2 separate regions of the Hordeum vulgare genome follow, and region 1 is linked to region 2. Evidence: chromatin contacts called from public Hi-C data. All regions are on one chromosome and are shown on one strand. Each heading gives the region's core, a stretch centred on a gene start, on an enhancer-like site or on the middle of the called end of the contact. The rest is flanking DNA. Distances are from core to core; before and after follow the strand shown.

Region 1 (7,098 bases), core at 123-2,622, 280 kb before region 2:
CAGCTGGGCTAGCTGTGGAAGAAGCTAATCCTCGGCATCATCAGCTGGGCTAGCTGTGCAAGTGCAAGCTTATGTGCTCGCCACGCTGGTTGGTGAGCGGCTGGCGCACGGAAGCTAGCCGTTCGAGTTAAGTGCAGTGGCCAGATGAGTGACGTGCTTCCATGATTCACATCTGGGCGATGACAATGACGTGCAAACCAACTAGTTTGAAACTTATGCTTGGCTCCTAACTGTTCAGATAACTCCGTCGTAAACTAATTTGCCATGCTAACTGATTGACTGATGACATGTCGACTCAATCTTTTAAAGATGTTCATAGAAATAGGATATGTATATATATGTGTTTATATGAAGGATGTATGCGCGTATAAGTAAACGCATGCGTCTGTATTGTGTGCTCGAACACATTCTAACTTAAATTGTAAACTGCGAACATTTTCAACTATACTCCACTAAAACCACGACGTGCGCTTATTTTGGATCGGACGGCGTATGACTTAAACCGTCAACCTCCGGGTGATCTATATCCAATTAACTTGTTGGTGAACTGGTTAGTTAGCTCAGTGCATGCAAACCGGCATCGGCTAAAACTATGGCATCTTGTTAATAAACAGAAAACAAAATTTGGTATCTACTAGCACTCTCGCTGTCACGTGGACTCTAGTGTCACGTTCTCGACGAGGAAGCTAAACACTGGCGTGTGCACCGTGTACGAATGTGCTGCGGACATTGCGGATCACGAGCTAAGTCACTGTGCATGCACCATGTAAGGTTCCAGATGGGGTGCAGGCATGTACAAACCGCTGTTGTTAGCTAGCTAACCGGTGCTACTGTACCGGACCGGACGACGGCCGTTACGGAGGTGCTTTTGCTAGCTCGGCAGCAGTGGCCGCCAGTTCGGTTGGTTACTGGTTAAAGAGCAGAGCAGTGGCCGGCCGGAGTGACAGAGAGAGAGAGAAATAGACGACGGCGGCGGGGTACGTACCCTGACGAAGCAGTCGTGGAAGATGAGGCGGACGAGGGCGGCGCCGTTCTTGCGGTTGGCCTTGATGGCCCTGGCGACGTGCCACTTCACCACGTTCTCCACGCCCCGGCAGCTCTTGTCGTAATACCCCACCTTGAGTTCCCCCGCCTCCGCCTCCGCCACCGCCATCGCCAGCAGCACGGCCACCGCCACCGCCGCCACCGTCCTCATCATCCTCGCCGGCCGACCAGCTAGCTCCCCCACGCACGCACGCACGCACGGCGCCACCTACCCGCCGCCGACAGAAGCAGCGCCTTGCTCGCTCGAGTGGCCGGCAGTAGCTGGGCGAGCAGTGCTGCTGGTTCGTGTGGTGGTGCAGTGTGCTTCTGTGCTCAAGGGAAGGCTCTGGGGCGCGCGGTATATAACGGCGGGGGCGGCCCGATCGCTCCCCCTGACGAGAATTTTAACGGCTGGCGATCCGCCCGATCGCCTCGTGACAGCGAGCGGCCAACGTAAAGGGCGACGTGGCCCCGGCCGGCGTACTGCGTCCGTGGCGTCGTACCGCTTGCCAGGACCCGTCTTGTCTCGACTCTCGACCATGGTCTTGGAGGCGAAGTGATACGTACATCACACATGTGCGTGGCGTGGGTGCCAAACTCGCTCCGGCGAAGCATGAACTCGGCCAAAATTTCCGACACGACAAAGTTGATGGTAGGACGATCGATCGATGCAGATGGCATCGTGTTGAAGATTTAAAGATGACATTCGGTTAGGGTATCTCCAATGGTCGTATGATCATCGTTGGTAAAATTGTCACATAGATAATTTTGATGACATGACGCATAATAAAAGAAAAAAAAGAGAATGAAATCGTATGAACTTGAAGCAACGGTTCACGCACAAGCTCCGAGACAAGCATGGTTATTTCTTCAATATTTAGTGGACCCACTTAGTTATTTTACATACGGTTAACATACACTCCATTGAAGAGCTTGAATATTGTCCTGTTGATTGTTGATGTTGACACTTATACCAACGATTGAACATACGGACTGTTGAAGATGCTCTTACTGATTTCTTGGGAGACCACCACTTGTTGGAGTTATCGAGGAAGGATGGTTCATGGTGTTGATGTAGAATGTGCATGGATTTACATCATTGTCGTGTCATTAGCTTGCCATCACCGTGTTAAGACGCCGAGTATGACTGTGTGTGTGATGTGGCTACGTTCGTGTACAAGTTGTTGGGAGAATGTATCCATGCTATGATTAGTTTCGGTGTGAGTGATGACTTCCTCATTATTGACGGGCCAATCGATCCGTCTATGATTAGTTTCATCATAGACCGCTCACTATGGAAATAGGGTTCACCGTCGGCATAAGGGCAAACCCCGTCGCGATAATCCTATGCCAATGGCTGCCGTCGACATACCCCCGTTGGTAACATGTACGTCGTCATATCCATGCTGAGTCGTCGGCATAGAAAAGCCACCGACATAGCGCGCTATGCCGACGGCGTTCGTGCAGCCGTTGGCATAGCTCGATATATGGATGGCGTCCGTATAACAATCGGCATAGTCATGCCGTCGGCAGCTTCCCTCGTATGACGGCAGCTGACTGCGCCGTCGTCAAGATGGTTTCAACCACGAGCTGCCACGTGGCATGGCTATGCTGACGGCCCAGAGGTCGGCATATCTCTGCCATGTGGCGGCTACTGGGTCGTCTTGGTGTTGGAATGGGTTGCCGACATAGATCTGAAGTTATGCACGACACCCTCTATGCCATACTCAGCCATGGTTGCCATCAGTTGCCAGATGGCATCCAAGTGAGAGAGTTTGGCACCCGTATACAGAGGTTTCTTTGATGAGGCTAAGACCTCCAAGAAGGACTTTGCAGTTGCCTTCGGCTCCTCCAGTTCTTTCTCTGAAGGTGCTACGTGTGTCGTCTCTGCAGCTAAGACATCATTTAGCATGTCTCTAGCTAGGTCTATGTGTACGCCCCCTATCGGCATAGATCTGGCCGTCAGGACCGATGGTTATTCCTGTTGGAATTATGCCCTAGAGGCAATAATAAATATAGTTATTATTATAATTCTTGTATCAAGATAATCGTTTATTATCCATGCTATAATTGTATTGAATGAAGACTCATTTACATGTGTGGATACATAGACAAAACACCGTCCCTAGCAAGCCTCTAGTTGGCTAGCCAGTTGATCAAAGATAATCAGTGTCTTCTGATTATGAACAAAGTGTTGTTGCTTGATAACTGGATCACGTCATTAGGAGAATCACGTGATGGACTAGACCCAAACTAATAGACGTAGCATGTTGATCGTGTCATTTTGTTGCTACTGTTTTCTGCGTGTCAAGTATTTATTCCTATGACCATGAGATCATATAACTCACTGACACCGGAGGAATGCTTTGTGTGTATCAAACGTCGCAACGTAACTGGGTGACTATAACGATGCTCTACAGGTATCTCCGAAGGTGTTATTGAGTTAGTATGGATCACGACTGGGATTTGTCACTCCGTGTGACGGAGAGGTATCTCGGGGCCCACTCGGTAATACAACATCACACACAAGCCTTGCAAGCAATGTAACTTAGTGTAAGTTGCGGGATCTTGTATTACGGAACGAGTAAAGAGACTTGCCAGTAAACGAGATTGAAATAGGTATGCGGATACTGACGATCGAATCTCGGGCAAGTAACATACCGAAGGACAAAGGGAATGACATACGGGATTATATGAATCCTTGGCACTGAGGTTCAAACGATAAGATCTTCGTAGAATATGTAGGATCCAATATGGGCATCCAGGTCCCGCTATTGGATATTGACCGAGGAGTCTCTCGGGTCATGTCTACATAGTTCTCGAACCCGCAGGGTCTGCACACTTAAGGTTCGACGTTGTTTTATGAGTATTTGAGTTATATGGTTGCTTACCGAATGTTGTTCGGAGTCCCGGATGAGATCAGGACGTCACGAGGGTTTCCAGAATGGTCCGGAAACGAAGATTGATATATAGGATGACCTCATTTGATTACCGGAAGGTTTTCGGAGTTACCGGGAATGTACCGGGAATGACGAATGGGTTCCGGGAGTTCACCGGGGGGGGGGGGGGGCAACCCACCCCGGGGAAGCCCATAGGCCATGAGGGTGGCGCATCAGCCCTTAGTGGGCTGGTGGGACAGCCCAAAAGGGCCCTATGCGCCATACAAAGAAAAATCAAAGAGAAAGAAAAAAAGGGAGGTGGGAAGGGAAGGAAGGACTCCCACCCACCAAACCAAGTCCAACTCGGTTTGGGGGGGGGAACCTTCCCCCTTGGACTCGCCCGACCCCCTTGGGGCTCCTTGAGCCCCAAGGCAAGGTCCCCTCCCTCCCACCTATATATACGGAGGTTTTAGGGCTGATTTGAGACGACTTTTCCACGGCAGCCCGACCACATACCTCCACGGTTTTTCCTCTAGATCGCGTTTCTGCGGAGCTCGGGCGGAGCCCTCCTGAGACAAGGTCATCACCAACCTCCGGAGCGCCGTCACGCTGCTGGAGAACTCTTCTACCTCTCTGTCTCTCTTGCTGGATCAAGAAGGCCGAGATCATCGTCGAGCTGTACGTGTGCTGAACGCGGAGGTGCCGTCCGTTCGGTACTAGATCGTGGGACTGATCGCGGGATTGTTCGCGGGGTGGATCGAGGGACGTGAGGACGTTCCACTACATCAACCGCGTTCACTAACACTTTTGCTGTACGATCTACATGGGTACGTAGATCACTCATCCCCTCTCGTAGATGGACATCACCATGATAGGTCTTCGTGCGCGTAGGAAAGTTTTTGTTTCCCATGCGACGTTCCCCAACAGTGGCATCATGAGCTAGGTTCATGCGTAGATGTCTTCTCGAGTAGAACACAAAAGTTTTTGTGGGCGGTGATGTGCGTTTTGTTGCCCTCCTTAGTCTTTTCTTGATTCCGCGGTATTGTTGGATTGAAGCGGCTTGGACCGACATTACTCGTACGCTTACGAGAGACTGGTTTCATCGTTACGAGTAACTCCCTTGCTCAAAGATGACTGGCAAGTGTCGGTTTCTCCAACTTTAGTTGAATCGGATTTGACCGAGGAGGTCCTTGGATGAGGTTAAATAGCAACTCATATATCTCCATTGTGGTGTTTGCGTAAGTAAGATGCGATCCTACTAGATGCCCTTGGTCACCACGTAAAACATGCAACAACAAAATTAGAGGACGTCTAACTTGTTTTTGCAGGGTATGCTTGTGATGTGATATGGCCAAACGATGTGATGTGATATATTGGATGTATGAGATGATCATGTTGTAATAGAAAATATCGACTTGCACGTCGATGGTACGGCAACCGGCAGGAGCCATAGGGTTGTCTTTATACTAACGTTTGTGCTTGCAGATGCGTTTACTATTTTGCTAGGATGTAGCTTTAGTATTAATAGCATGAGTAGCACGACAACCCCGATGGCAACATGTTGATGGAGATCATGGTGTGGCGCCGGTGACAAGGAGATCGTGCCGGTGCTTTGATGATGGAGATCAAGAAGCACGTGATGATGGCCATATCATGTCACTTATGAATTGCATGTGATGTTAATCCTTTTATGCACCTTATTTTGCTTAGAATGACGGTAGAATTATGAGGTGATCTCTCACTAAAATTTCAAGACGAAATTGTGTTTTCCCCAACTGTGCACCGTTGCTACAGTTCGTCGTTTCGAGACACCACGTGATGATCGGGTGTGATAGACTCAACGTTCACATACAACGGGTGCAAAACAGTTGCGCACGCGGAACACTCGGGTTAAGCTTGACGAGCCTAGCATGTGCAGACATGGCCTCGGAACACATGAGACCGAAAGGTCGATCATGAATCATATAGATGATATGATTAGCATAGGGATGCTTACCACTGAAACTATACTCAACTCACGTGATGATCGGACTTGAGCTAGTGTAAGTGGATCATGAACCACTCAAATGACTAGAGAGATGTACTTTTTGAGTGGGAGTTTAGCAAATAATTTGATTAAGTTAAACTCTAATTATCTTGAACATAGTCTAAGTCCACTTTGAATATATTTGTGTTGTAGATCATGGCTCAAGCTACAGTCATCCTGAATTTTAATACGTTCCTAGAGAAAGCTAAGTTGAAAGATGATGGAAGCAACTTTGTAGACTGGGCTCGTAATCTTAAGCTAATCTTACAAGTTGGGAAGAAGGATTATGTCCTTAATGCTGCGCTAGGAGATGAACCACTCACTACGGCTGATCAGGATGTTAAGAACGCTTGGTTAGCACGTAAGGAGGACTACTCAATAGTTCAATGTGCAGTCTTGTATGGCTTAGAACCGGGACTTCAACGTCGCTTTGAGCGTCATGGAGCATTTGAGATGTTCCAGGAGTTGAAGTTTATCTTTCAGAAGAACGCCCGGGTTGAGAGGTATGAGACCTCCGATAAATTCTATGCTTGCAAGATGGAGGAAAACTCGTTTGTCAGTGAACATGTGCTCAAAATGTCTGGGTACTCAAACCGTCTAGCTGAGCTGGGGATTGAACTCCCGCAAGAAGCTATCACTGACAGAATCCTTCAATCACTGCCGCCAAGCTATAAAGGCTTTGTGTTGAACTACAACATGCAAGGGATGAACAAGTCTCCCGGCGAGTTGTTTGTGATGCTGAAAGTCGTAGAGTCTGAACTCCGTAAAGAGCATCAAGTGTTGATGGTGAATAAGACCACTAGTTTCAAGAGAAACGACAAAGGCAAGAAGGGTAATTCGAAGAAGAGCGGCAAGCCTGTTGCCAATCCGACGAAGAAACCCAAAGCTGGACCTAAGCCTGAAACGGAGTGTTACTATTGCAAGGGTATGGGTCATTGGAAGTGCAATTGCCCCAAGTATCTGGCAGATAAGAAGGCGGCCAAAGAAAAATCAGGTATATTTGATATACATGTTATTGATGTGTACTTAACCGGCTCTCGTAGTAGTGCCTGGGTATTCGATACCGGTTCTGTTGCTCATATTTGCAACTCGAAACAGGAACTGCGGAATAGACGAAGGATGGCGAAAGATGAAGTGACGATGCGCGTAGGAAATGGTTCCAAGGTTGAT
Region 2 (7,535 bases), core at 213-2,712:
TTACACATACCCACAACTTTTGTCAATTATAGCCAACCAACATATTTTCTTTTATTAGCATGTGCAAGCTACCCTCAGCAATAATTTGATGCAGTCCCTCGCTCTGCTCATGATGCTCGAGACAACTTTCCTATTTTCAGACAATGTCCTTATTTTCACGCAATCTAGGACATATAAAAACTGATGTGATTTAGTATAAATCTTCAAGGTGGGACTATCCCTATCATAATTACAAGCTAGCTGAGTTGGTTTTGTCAATCCACACAATAGGGAAGGTCCATAGTACAGTCCCCTTGCGACCTAAAATTTCGTTGCTCGTCCGTCCGATAGAGAAAAAAAGTGATAGGCCCAGTTTAGCCCACCCGGGGAACAAACGAAACATAAATCTGATAACTACATGCAAAACGGACACAACAAATCTATATATTTTTGTTTTATCTTGGGGTAGTTGTGCGGGAGCTCCTATATGACGCTAGTTACGTCAAGTAGTGTGTAGGACGCATAGTAATTCGTATCTAGGCTAGCCCATTGGCCAACACCTAAACGACCTCTATTTGCAAGGCACGAGTGAAAATCCAAAAAACGACGCGTTGAATGATTGAACTCTCAACCACAAAGACCCGACCATATGATGCAACTGGAACAACTATGTACTACTCACCAATGTCCAAGGCGGATATTGAAGAACAAACTATGGCCTCATAAATAAAATATTTTTTGGTTTTTTAAAACAATGAACTATTGAATATTATTGGAAACAGGAACAATTTTCTAAAATTATAAACAAATTTTAAAAGTTCCATAAAATTTTGAAAAAACATGAAATTTGAAACGGGGTCCTTTTTTAAAATTTAAAAATATATTTGGAAAAATGAATATTTTATAAAAACCACAAACATGTTTTGAATTTGTGAACTACTTTTGAAAAGGGGAACATGTTTTGAACATTCGGGACAAGTTTAGAAAATGTGTTTTTCTAAATGTGAATATTTTTTTGAAAATTGAACATTCACTAAAATAAGAATATTTTTCGAATTGGAATTTTTTTAATGCAATTGTATGTTAGAATCTCAAACAATTTTGGAGAACACTTTTTTTTTAAATATGGGGAATATTTTTTGGTTTTGGAACAAATTTTGGAATGAGAACAAAAATGTATTATCATGAAAAAAATTCAAAACAAGAACACAATTTTGGAATTTAAAGCATTTGAAGAAAATATGAAGAAAAAATAAATAAATTATAATTTTTTAATGTTTTTAATTTACCAATAAAAATAAAAATGAACTTCAAAAGAAAAAGGGAAACAGAAAGAAAAATAAAAAAGGGAGAAGAAAATGAAAAAAAATATAAATATAACATAGAAGAAAAAAATACTATGATGGGTCGACCCAATCCTGGGCTTCCTGTACGAAGTTCCGACAATTTGATGTTGTGTGGGGCAAATAAGGTTTTTTCTGCTGCGTGGGCAGAAAAAATAAGTGCACCGGCTTTGTTGGGCCACAACGCGGGTGATCCGTGCACGATTCTAGAGAAACCATCTTTCCTTTTCTAGCCGGCAAACGCACAAAAATTGAGTACCACCAGATATTTTCTACGGTGAACGGATGAAAAAAATTAAAAACACACACATTAAGTAATAGTAATTTCTTCACTCCTTTGTCACTATAGTGTGGAATCATTGTTTTAAGGTGCATTATAGTATGTTTTGTACATAATTTTATATTCCAGGAATTTACTCATTGAACACCCACTAGCTTTTTTGTTAATATACTACTTCCTCCGTCTCAAAATAAGTGTCTTAAGCTTAGTATAATTTTTTAATATAGCTAATATAAAGTTGAGACAGTTATTTTGGGACGGAGGAAGTACAACCAAGTCGCTCACATATACGAGCATACACTCGTGAGCACCTCTGAAAAATTGAGTTGGCATAATATCTTCAGATTTTACAAAGTTACCACAGGAGACTCACAGTCGACGGGGACGTCTCTTCCTACTGAATGATTATAGCCAGAAGCCTCAAATAAATTCAGGAATTATGCGAACATCAATGTCAAGTCTAGGACTTGAATCATGATGGCCTAGGAATATCATTATCATCTTAACCAACCAACCACAGATTGATTTGCAACACCCACTAGCTAAGAGAGTAACATTCATCCTAGATTGGGCTCGCCGCCAATTTGAGTGAACAAACAAAATAATCGGTGCACACAACAATAAAACATTTTGCAAGGCCTCACACCATTCTTTCTGTAAGGGATCTCGTGCCACCTGGGGATCCACTAATTCAGTCTTCTTTATTTTTATCCCTTTCCCTCTTCCACTTTTACGCCCCAAAATAATTAAAATTTCAGGCTTTTCCTAAGTCAAATTTGCTTAAATTTTACCAACTTTATATAAAATATGCTAATAAGGTCTTGAACTTCGAATACGCATAGTACACAAGTACATTTCACAAAGGCTATTATGAGACTAATTTGGTGTTTAAAAGTTTATATATTTTTCTATATTCTTGGTCAATCTTAACACAAGTTTGACATAGAATAAACCCATAAATTCATTTTTTTGGAACACGGTAATTTTCTTCATTGCTAATATTGGGTCCTATGGTCCGTGAGAGCTTCACTTTGACGCCCTCTGCGTAGAAATGACGGAGAACCACAAAAAGGATCCTTGAATGGGTAGGCCCAGTCGGTGATATCGAGCGCTGCTCTCATTAATTTATTCCAACGTGTTCGTTTTGTAGATTTTTTGGTTGGTATAGTTCCAGTCATTTCTTTCACATAAAAAAAGATACGTGTTTTTTGAATGTTCATGATTATATTAAAAATGCTAACCAATGTAAAAGAATGTTCTTAAATTTTACAAAAAAGCTTTAATTTTTAAATTTATATGAAAATAAAAGTTCTTGAACTTTCAAATTTGTACTGGTATTTTAAATATTTATCCCAATTTTAAAATATATTGATTAATTTTCAAAATATTCATAAATTAATGTTTGTGCATTTTTAGAAACGTTCACATTTATTAAAAATGCACATGAATTAGGGAAATGGTAAAAAGCAAGAAACCCAGGAAAAGGGACCCAGAGAGTGAAAAAAATTCAAAGAGAAACATAATAGAAACTGAATACCCAAAAGTGTATGGCAAAATCAATGGCCCAGAGAAAAACTGAGAAAGAGGACAAACAATGAAAGAAATTTGGGTACAAATGTAGGCCTAGTCTATTGCCACTTTGTCTATTTGCCCGACAAACAGTCACACTAATCGATTAATTTCTCATGGTGCATAGGGAAATCCCATTTTACTCTCTCTGCGTCAAAATGTTGGGATGACCCAAAGAGTGTTGAGGCATGGGCTAATGAGAACTTCTTTGGTTTTCCTGCTCGTGGTTTACTCGGTCGGTAGGCTGTTCATTTCATTTAGTTGTTGTTTTTGGTTTTATTTTTTCAGTTGTTTTTATTTCGTTTTTCCCTTTACTTTTTTCATTCCTTTAAACTTGAAAATATTTTAAAAAATGCTGGAGTAAGTAGAAAAATATTAAAAAATCATGAACGATTTAGAATTTGTGGGTTTTTTATATTTCAAATTTCTAAAATCATGGATTTTTTAGAAATTTATGAAAATTTATTTAAAGTACACACATTTATGAATTCGAGAATTTATAATCATAAAGTAAAAGATAACAGTTTTTTTCTTTTTATTTGTTTTTTGAGGATTTTTAAAAACTAACTTACTTATTAAAATTTCTGGAATGTATTTTTACGCACTACAACAAGAAACCCCTTTTAGCAACGCATTGATGTGTTGTTGTATGTCCATGTAAGTGTTGCTAAGGTCTACACCAACGGATTAATATGTGTTGCCGTAGGTGGCGTTGGAAGGGCCTATAACAGCGTATATAAATGTGTTGGTAGACGACATGAAAAAATGTTGCATGCTAGCAACGTATATAACTAGTTTCTAACAACACTTCGTATGCGTTGCTCGCGGCATTGTAGAACATGATTTACAAATGGACACAACAGATCAATGCAACATGTAAAGGTGTTGCTAAAGTTTATGAACTACGATTTCATATATTGTTATCATAATGATATGGTCAGTGCTGACAATACATGGAGCCACAATATAACAAACATAAAGGTCTGATATATTAATTTGACTTTGTTGCATTACAAAGAACATGATCCAAAGGTTACAATAAGTGATACTAACATAGTAGCTAAGTTTGGACGTTTCAATCAATACCTCGACCATTCTAAAACATAATATTTGAATTATCCATACTGGAAATGACATCATAAAACTCTACATAAGACTATAGAATAGCAGCCCCATTCTCGACCTTGCAATCCACATCTGGGCCATGCATCATCAATTTATCTCAGCAATCTACAACAATAAAGAAATTATATCACAAGTTATTTTAGAGAAAACAAGGTTAAGAACGGCAAAATCAAAGGAGTAGAAACATACAAAGGTTGAAGGTTAAGAACGACAAAACTAAACTGTTGTGTAGATTTGCTAAGAAATACTCCCTCCATCCCAAAATTCTTGTCTGAAGTCTGCAACAACAGTTTAGTAATTATTTTTTCATGTATGAAGTCTGCAACATTATGCAAACGAAAGACTGAAATAGCAAAGTGAAGAGATTTTCGTCTTGGTGAAAGTAGCTGCACTTTATCTCTTAGGTTGTTATCTTAGATAGTTTTACTCAATACTGAAATCGTTATATATGTGAGACATCATTTCTAGCATGCGTATGCACTGGAAATGTGCAAAAAAAAAACTGGACGCATGAGAGCAGAGATGCATTGTGAAAATAAGCTTTAGAACTTTAGAAGATATGGAGTGCACTAACCTTATTTGCACAAGAGTTTTCCTTCTCATGTTGCACATTTGCATCATGGATAGAAGTATCTTTGTTCTGTGACAAAAGATATATCATAAGATTTGGAAGAATTGTAATAAACATTCCTACCATGAAATGAGTAAGTAACAATTGACTATGAACGTCGCTACATACTCTTTATAGATTGAAACAAAATAAAAAAATTGTCATATTTATCTAAATGACTTGGACATTGTTATAATAATATTCTATAGAGAAATATTTTTTGTTTCGAATCTGTATTGCCAACACAAAGATCATCTTGAGATGTAGACTTCTGACCAAAAGAATCCTGTAACGAGAACCTAACAATTAGTACATGTATTGAATAATGAAGATCATTCTAAAGATAAACATTTTGAAACGGATTCAGAGTTGAGAATTAATCATCATACATAAGATAATCATCTAATGAAAAGAAGCAACAACAGCTACGCAATGAGTATCTAGTGTTTTAGATCTCATTTTATTGATGTATCATCATAAAAGTTTGTACGGTAATCTTCTCAAGATTCTCTACATTGGTAATAAGTTCATAAAGGGAAGGAGTTACTAACCTTATCTGCATTAGTGTTTTCCCACTTTTGCAGCCCATTTTCATCATGGCAGTCATGTGTTTTTAGCCCAGAATTTTTTCCTTCAACAGGCTTCACACATTTAGATATATTTCCACAATAGCAATCAGGAACCATTATAGACTCAAGAACTTCAAGAATCAATTTTATCTCACTTCTGGAGTTAAATCCATCGGTACTCAAGCCAAACTGTGTATTACGGCAATTATATGCTATTTTTGAGTACCTTTCATCTAAAACCTTCCATGCTGGGGAATCAGCCGGATGTCGGAGTGATAACTGTGATAATCCACATCCCGACCATAAAGGCTTCTTAGAATCATTGATCAATCTGTAAAATTCCTCAACTTCTAAATTTGGTCAATGTTGATTTGGTTGTTCTGGACTCTCATGCATTGGCATATCACAAACTAGTTTCACTAGATCCATCAAAATTACTCGGTCCATGGTCAACCAAACGAAAACAAACATTCATATGGAACGCTGATGAATCTGGAGAAGATGAGATGTACCTTGGGAGAGTGGGGTGATGCGGATGCACAAGAAAGCATGACGGAGAAGAGGAAGCATGGCTGATCCGCGCTGGTTACCCATGGTGAATTGGTGGCCGGCGGTGACCTCAGAAGAGGAGGACGGGGACCTTGGAAGAGGATGATGAGCTGAGGCGGCCGACGACCGGCGGCGGCACACCGTCAGCCACACAGGACCGTGGTGGTGGTGAACAGCAAGACGACGATGGCGGGACGGCGAACCCTATGAGGGAGAAGAGGAAGACAGGGCCGGTCCACGCTGGCTACCCCTGGTGAATCGGTGGCCGGCGACGACCTTGGAAGAGGAGGCCGGGCTGAGGCGGCCAACGCCGGCGGCATCGCACCATGAGCCGCGCAGGAGCGTGCTGGTGACGGCAAGACGGCAGCGGCGGGGACGGCAAACCCTAGAATCGCCAGAGAAGGGAGAGGACAAAAGTGGCGAGTGGTTTGGGCAGTATCGTCTCGATGTGCTGGTGAATAAAAAAAGACGTAGTCAATGGCAAAGTGGGTAATTTCACGTATAGATTAAGAAAATTACAGGTATTCAATTCTTACATTACAATACGACTTATTGGAAAAAAATATATAACTAATAAATAAGGTAAACAAAAAAGCGTTATTATTATTTTGGGGCCCAGTAGTGAGAATTCTAGATGGGAGGACGATCTATTCCTCCCTTTCATTAGCACATAGTAACACAAAACCACAACATATGATATTCGTTGTTGTCCATACAATGACAACGGATGTCCTCGCCAATGTATATATACGTTGTAACGACGATATATTGCAGCGCATTCTCAAAGCGTTGCAAACTATGCATTGCTATATGGGGGTTCTTGTTGTAGTGAGGATCTTGCAAGTGTTTTCTTGGAGAAGACCGTCTAGAAAATAAGAAGAAGTTAGTAATATCGAATCTTTAACAACCCGAGGAACCAAATATGTCGACTAACTCACATGCACCTTGTTTGTTTCCCTTGAAAATTTAGACAGTATTGACAAATCCTACTTGACACTTTTTACATGAAACTATTGGCATATGGCTCAACGCAAGCGCTGGTGCGATGGCCCAAGTGCTAGGAGTGATTCCCTGATTTTGGGTAGGTTATGGATCCAGTTTTCTCGGATTTCGGAGAGCCCTTGTCTAATTTATTTATTTTCATTTTTTTCTGTTGTTTTCTCCACTGGTTTTATTTTTTGGGGTTTTCTATTATTTTATTTATTTCCTACCTGATTTTTTAATATATAATATTTTCTTTTACTTTTGTATTTCAATTTACTTTAAAGTATGTTCCCTAAATTTAAAAAGTATGTTATTTTTAAATTCTATAGATTTAGAAATTTTCATTATTTTCAAATTATTCATGAGTTTTCATATTTTTTACTTTCTTTCAAAAATATTTACATTTTCCAAAAATAAATCTATAATTTTCAAAATAGTTCATTTTTCAAATAAATATACTCTCCTGTTTTTTTTGGAACAAGAAAACTGAATGAAAATAACTAAAACAGGAAAATTATCCTCTAGAT

Evidence for each region. Hi-C and Micro-C count contacts between places; a contact is called where the count stands out from the background.
Region 1: a Hi-C map of leaf shows a contact between it and region 2, with 4 times the contacts expected there. The contact joins the promoter of LOC123420560 here to the enhancer-like site in region 2. A contact is called at or near these places in 3 of 6 Hi-C or Micro-C datasets (leaf and seedling).

The regions. Positions count from the first base shown.
Region 1 is chr1H:53,986,114-53,993,211 of MorexV3_pseudomolecules_assembly, reverse strand. It overlaps LOC123420560 (peroxidase 2-like), which reads right to left and starts at 1,372. Exons shown (of 2, transcript XM_045107395.1): 1 at 986-1,372. The coding sequence starts at 1,198.
Region 2 is chr1H:53,705,773-53,713,307 of MorexV3_pseudomolecules_assembly, reverse strand. No RefSeq gene overlaps it. Among protein-coding and RNA genes, the nearest start is that of LOC123420418, 4.8 kb to the right of the region's middle. Within about 2 kb of position 1,462, at least 1 of the 3 cell types and tissues checked has open chromatin away from gene starts, as enhancers often do. A contact at or near this core is called in leaf, where this site is marked.